Linked DNA regions of Mus musculus: region 2 is linked to region 1. The links are chromatin contacts, called in public Hi-C maps. All regions are on one chromosome and are shown on one strand. The core of a region is the stretch at or near the end of the contact, and the rest is flanking DNA. Distances in the headings are between cores, read along the strand shown. Region 1 holds the start of Nol10 (nucleolar protein 10). Region 2 overlaps Nol10 (nucleolar protein 10).

The links. A called contact is a pair of places that touch in the nucleus more often than the background predicts.
Region 2: a Hi-C map of CD8 T cells shows a contact between it and region 1, with 2.9 times the contacts expected there. The contact joins the enhancer-like site here to the promoter of Nol10 in region 1. A contact is called at or near these places in 2 of 39 promoter capture datasets (embryonic stem cells and frontonasal cranial neural crest), 1 of 484 Hi-C or Micro-C datasets (CD8 T cells), 3 of 115 datasets of contacts at active chromatin or transcription factors (embryonic stem cells, memory CD8 T cells and trophoblast stem cells) and 2 of 9 other capture datasets (liver and pancreatic islet).

The regions. Positions count from the first base shown.
Region 1 is chr12:17,347,203-17,349,902 of GRCm38.p6, forward strand. Nol10 (nucleolar protein 10) reads left to right here and starts at 1,291. Exons shown (of 21, transcript NM_001008421.1): 1 at 1,291-1,417. The coding sequence starts at 1,352. Gm46336 (a long non-coding RNA gene) reads right to left here and starts at 1,200. Exons shown (of 2, transcript XR_001780553.2): 1 at 1,080-1,200.
Region 2 is chr12:17,429,440-17,432,139 of GRCm38.p6, forward strand. Nol10 (nucleolar protein 10) reads left to right here. Exons shown (of 21, transcript NM_001008421.1): 21 at 1-656. Among named protein-coding and RNA genes, the nearest start is that of Gm36752, 5.7 kb to the right of the region's middle. Within about 2 kb of position 1,317, at least 23 of the 459 cell types and tissues checked have an H3K27ac peak or open chromatin away from gene starts, as enhancers often do. A contact at or near this core is called in CD8 T cells and memory CD8 T cells, where this site is marked.

The sequences.
Region 1 (2,700 bases), core at 41-2,540:
ACGGGCTACTCTACAGATTTAGCCAAGGTGACTATGAAGACAGCATTGAGCTAATAAAAAGTGCATGGTGGAACAGTGAATTAAGGAAGCTGGTTTTAGAAGTAGGCAGTCATGGTGCTGGCAGGCAATTGTGGTGATAAATAGATCACAACTAAGGTCTGGAGGCCAGAGAATTTTCTAGTTTTGAAGACACAAAATAACTTTTGATTGAGTTGAGATATTACACGCTAAGTTTTGGGATTCTAACCTCTTTATACATTTATTTATTTATTTATTTTTGTTGAGACTGTAATCCAGGCCTTGGTAATTCTCCAGTCTCAGTCTTTTAGACACTAGAATTTTAGGTGGGGGTCACTGTGCCTCGCTTGGGAATTGGCAATTCCTCAGTCTAATTTGGAATACGAGCACAAGAAGGTACTGTTTCAATCACCTAAGTCAAAAATTCTTGAGCACATCTATGGGTGATCCCAGAGGAAAGATCAGTCGTCCCAGAAAGGAGTGAAGCAGCTGTTTGAACTTTAAGGGGCTGACAGGGACCTGCAACTCAGCACAAGGTGGTCTGAGTGGTGTCTACATGGCACCATCTTAAGACCTGGGAGTCCGGGGACTGTGCCAACACTACTTGATAGAGAAACAGCACAGAAAAGTTCTGTAGCAGATCGCTCTGCTCAGAAAGAAAAGGCTTCCACCAGAGTACAAGCCTTTGCAAAGCCAGCAGGAACTAGTGAGCCATGGCCCAGGGGCAAATGAAGATGAAAGCACCCGACCGTAGTTGCCGAGAGGGCTTGAGTGGACCCTGACTATGAGAGCGTAAGTGCCTATCAAAGAGTCGACTGGAGCCAGGGTTTGATAGTGGTTTCACATGACTTTGGAGAAAGCATTACTTAACCATTCTCTCTTTCCCAGACTCGTCTTTTCATAATGTGTTTGGAAGAGGATATAGAGAAAGACTGGCGAGGGTCCTCTGCTGTTAGAAAGTCATCCCAAGGCCTCTGATGTGGACAACAGAACTTCCTAAAAATGGTAAGTGGTTATAACTGTCACATTCTAGTCTCAAACGATATCAGGTTCAAACTCACTTCCCCATCTCATGCTTTCTCGTACGATTTTTCTTTTCATTTTCGCTTTTTCCAACCCCAGAGCACATCTCCCCGGACCCGCTCTTGCCGCCTCTAGTGCCTCCGCCCTGGGGCAGCCTAGTGAGCGCGCACTTCCGGAGCCAGGAAGTGCGTCATCAGCTCGCGCCAGTTCCCGCACGTTGTGCCGGTTCGCCTCGGGTTTGGATGCTAGGGTATTCGGGTGGGCCGGCGTTCTGTGACTGCGTGCCGGGCTCCGGCTGCTCCGCGCTGCGATGCAGGTCTCCAGCCTCAACGAAGTGAAGATTTACAGCCTCAGCTGCGGCAAGTCTCTTCCCGAGGTGAGTTCTCGCCCCCTCGCCATCGCCCTGGGAGCGTGTATCTCTAACTTACCATCGGCTGACCGTGGTGGCTGGTTTTATGTCAACTTGACACAAGCTAGAGTTAACTGGAAGGAGGGAATCTCAATTGAGAAAATGCCCCCATAAGATCTAGCTGTAGGACACTTTCTTAATGATTGATGGGGAAGAGCTCAGCCCTTGGTGGTGCCGTTCCTGGGCTATGGCTCTGGGTTCTATAAGAAAGCAGGCCCAGCAAGCCAGTAAACAGTACTGCTCCATGGCTTTTGCATAAACACCTGCCTCCAGGTTCTTGCCCTGTTTGAGTTTCTTCAGTGATGGACCGTGATGTAGAAGTGTGGCTGAAATAAACTCTTTTCTCCCCAAGATGCGTTTGGTCATGGTATTTTATCACACTATAAAAACCCTAAGACAAGACCGTTGTTTTGCCTGCATTGGGTTCACGTGTAAGAACGTGCTAACTGTTTAGAAACTACTCTCACGTGCTTTAATTAAAAACCTTATTGCCTGAAAACAGTCAGAGCAATACAGTCACAGACTGCAGAGAGGAGGACTGTGGCTCACCCTTAGTCTGTTTAAAGTCTCATCCTGTTCCAAATGCAGACTGCCTTGGTGTATACTTAGGGTCTAGGGAGGTGAGTTCACATGTTTAGAGATTATTTTGCCATAACTAGTAAGAATAGTACATTGACTTTTCCCTTTTAGAAAGGATTTTTTTTTCTATTGGGGGCATTTAACCTCAAATTTATTGACGTTTTAAGCTGGACAAGTCTTGTTGCTAGTGTTGTTTGCCAGCATCCCTGGTCCATACCTACAAGATCCAATTGTGATGACAGACTAAAATGTAAAGACTTGCCATAAGCCATCTGGGAAGCAAAATTGTCCCGGTAGAGACCCAGCCACTCAGTGTCACGATAACTGACTAGTGCTTTGGTTGCTGTTCATTCAACTGTTGCCTGTAGAAGAAAATCAGCTTCCAGTGAATGTGCTGGTAAAAACCACTTCTTATCCAGGGTCGTCTATTAGGCCAGTCATAGGTCTGTTTCTATTCTTTGTAAGAAATACATTTGGCTGGCAAAGAGACACGTTTATAATCCCAGTGCTTAGGGCGCTGAGACAGGACATTTGTGAGCTTGTGTTCAGCCTGGGCGACAGAGCTTACATTGTGTGACTCTATCTTAACACAGGAATATGCACACACATTGGGTGCACTCACTCCATATAGAAATTAAAACCCATCATTTCAAGAGTTTGCATTATCTTAG
Region 2 (2,700 bases), core at 67-2,566, 82 kb after region 1:
AATCTTGTCTTCTCCCCTGCTGATGATCAGGCATCATTTCAGATATTGGAAAGGCCTCCATGAAGTGAAAAGTTCACCCTCTACTGGAAACAGGACATTATCATGCTGTAAGAATGGCTTGGGTTAGCCCAGCCGTGGTGGCGCACGCCTTTGATCCCAGCACTTGGGAGGCAGAGGCAGGCGGATTTCTGAGTTCGAGGCCAGCCTGGTCTACAGAGTGAGTTCCAGGACAGCCAGAGCTACACAGAGAAAACCTGTCTGGAACCCCCCCCCCCCAAAAAAAAGAATGGTTTGGGGTTTTTTGTTTTGTTTTGTTTTGTTTTTTTGTCATTTGTTTATTTGAGACTTGAGTCAGGGTTTCTCCGTGTAGCTCTGGGTGTCCTGGAATTCAATCTGTGGCCTTGAACTCATAGAGATCCACTTGCCTCTGCCTCCTGAGTGCTGAAGTTAAAGGGATGCACCACCAGGCCCAGCCAGAGTGTCTGTCCCCACTGTCTTCTGCCCCTCAGGACTGAGTCACATGATGACTGCTGAGTGGCCCTGTTTATGTGCATGAGTATGTTGGCAGGCTGACTGGCTTGCTTATATTCCTTTGTATAGTTTTTAAGCTATTTTTATATCAAGGGTATAAATTAATAAATAATAAGTGAACGCTACTGGCTATTTGTTTAGCTTATCACAAAATTACGTAGTTATTTTCTGATGAAGTACTATTTGATACAGGCAGCGCCTATAAAAGGAGATGCTTTTCTTTGGACATTTTCTCTGAGGAAGACTCCTGCCTGTGGAAATTTAAAATTCACTTTAGCTTCCATACTTTGGAGTTTCTCATGTAAACAAATAGAATGGGAGCTCGTTAGGCTGTACCTATGGTGAGTCCACAAGGCAGGACACATTAGTTAGCAGTCAGTGTTGTTGGACCCTTGTCTCTTTAGCCTGTGATGTGTACTCAAGAACTTTCTGACTGTTGGTACATGAATCTGCACATGCGCATGCACGCACCCACGTACCCACGCGCACACACACTCCTACCTCTTTATTAACTATTAAGCAGATCCCTCCTGGGGCTGTGAGCCCCTGGTGCCCTCTCTTCCCTTTCTCAAAGTTTCCCATTTTAAAATTGTTGTGCATGCTGGTATCCCACTCTGTCATTTTTCTGTGTTTATATCAGTTGCTTTTGTACACCTATCACCAAAATAATCAATATGGACTTAAGGGATTCATCTTGGCTCTTAGTTTCAGAGGGTGTCAGGGTGTGCAGATGCTGTTCACATCACTACAGGCCAGGAAATGGAAACCCAGACAGGGCCTTAAAGGGCTTGTCTGAGCAACCTGTGGTTGACCTCTGCCAGCTAGCCTTCACCTCAAAGAACATCCCCACACATCCTAACTACTATCTGGGGACAGATGTTTAAGTTAGAGGCCTGTGGGAGACATTTCAGGCTCAAACCCTAACCTGTGATTGCTCGTTACCAGCACTAGGATGTGGCTTTGTCCAGTCCTGCCAGCAGCTGTCCTTCCCGGTGAGACTTAGGAGCTAGTGTGAGAAGTGTAGCACCAAAGCTGGGCACCAGGCCCTGGAGGACTGGGGTTCCTGAGTGATGTGTGCTCTTCTGCTCCAGATCCCTCTCAAAGCTTTAGTATCCCAATCCCAATGCCTAAATCTTCTGTTTCAAGTATTTTCATCAGTAACCTTTGAAGGAAGCAGACATGCTGGGAGGGGCAGGATTAACACAGGGCAGACAGCAGAAAATACAGGCCCAGGGGTGCGGGACTTAGAAGGGCTTCTGGGAAGAAGATTGAGTTCAGATCCTTTCCTCAGAATCCTCCCCTGGTTCTCTTCTCATCCAGTAACATCCTGAGTCCCTGAAGGACCCTGCCTGGCACAGACTCCTTTGTTTGCTGTCACCACACTGACCTTCCTCTTTCTAGAACATTCCGGGCATTCCCTCAGCTCCCCACGCTCCCCCAGGCCTCTCAAGTTACTTTCTCTCCTGTCTGGTCAATTCTGCCCCATTTACATTGTCACATCCCAGTGTCAGCATGTGTTTACAAATGGTACTCCATTTAATATGCTTTCAAAACGTCACCACGGGGACCACAGAGTCTTCTTGAGTGGAAGAAGAAAACCAAATACAGTAAATCATATCTGACCTATACATGAGTATCCATGCTCATATACTCATGCACACACATGTGCACACACACAAATAAGTATAGCATAAATTTAGAACCTTACTATGGAAAGTGTCGGGTACACACAAGAATGGATGGGGAACAGTCGAGTAGACCAGCATGCCCCAGCAGTGTGCAACGTGCTCACGGTGAGTTCTCAGCTAGCTTGTCCAGTGTCAGCTCCTGTTTCCAGAATGCCAACTCAATAAGGACTAGGGGGAATGTTTTAATCAGTATGTTTTGTTTGTAGCTGTGTATCTTAATCTCTCGAACAATGCCTACCACATCATGCAATGTTTATTTAAGCCGTTATGGGGTGCCCACCAGAGAAAACCACTCAGACGTAGTCCATAGCTGCCAATGGTGACTGCACTCAGGTCTTTGAGGCCCAGTACAGCACCAAGCTTTTAGCATAAGGGGTTTTTAAGGCAAAACCACATCCTGGTATCTCACTTGGCAGCTGCAGGGAAAGAGCTGTACAAGCAAGCAGTATAACAGAAGCCAAGGTAAATTAGCTGGAGCATC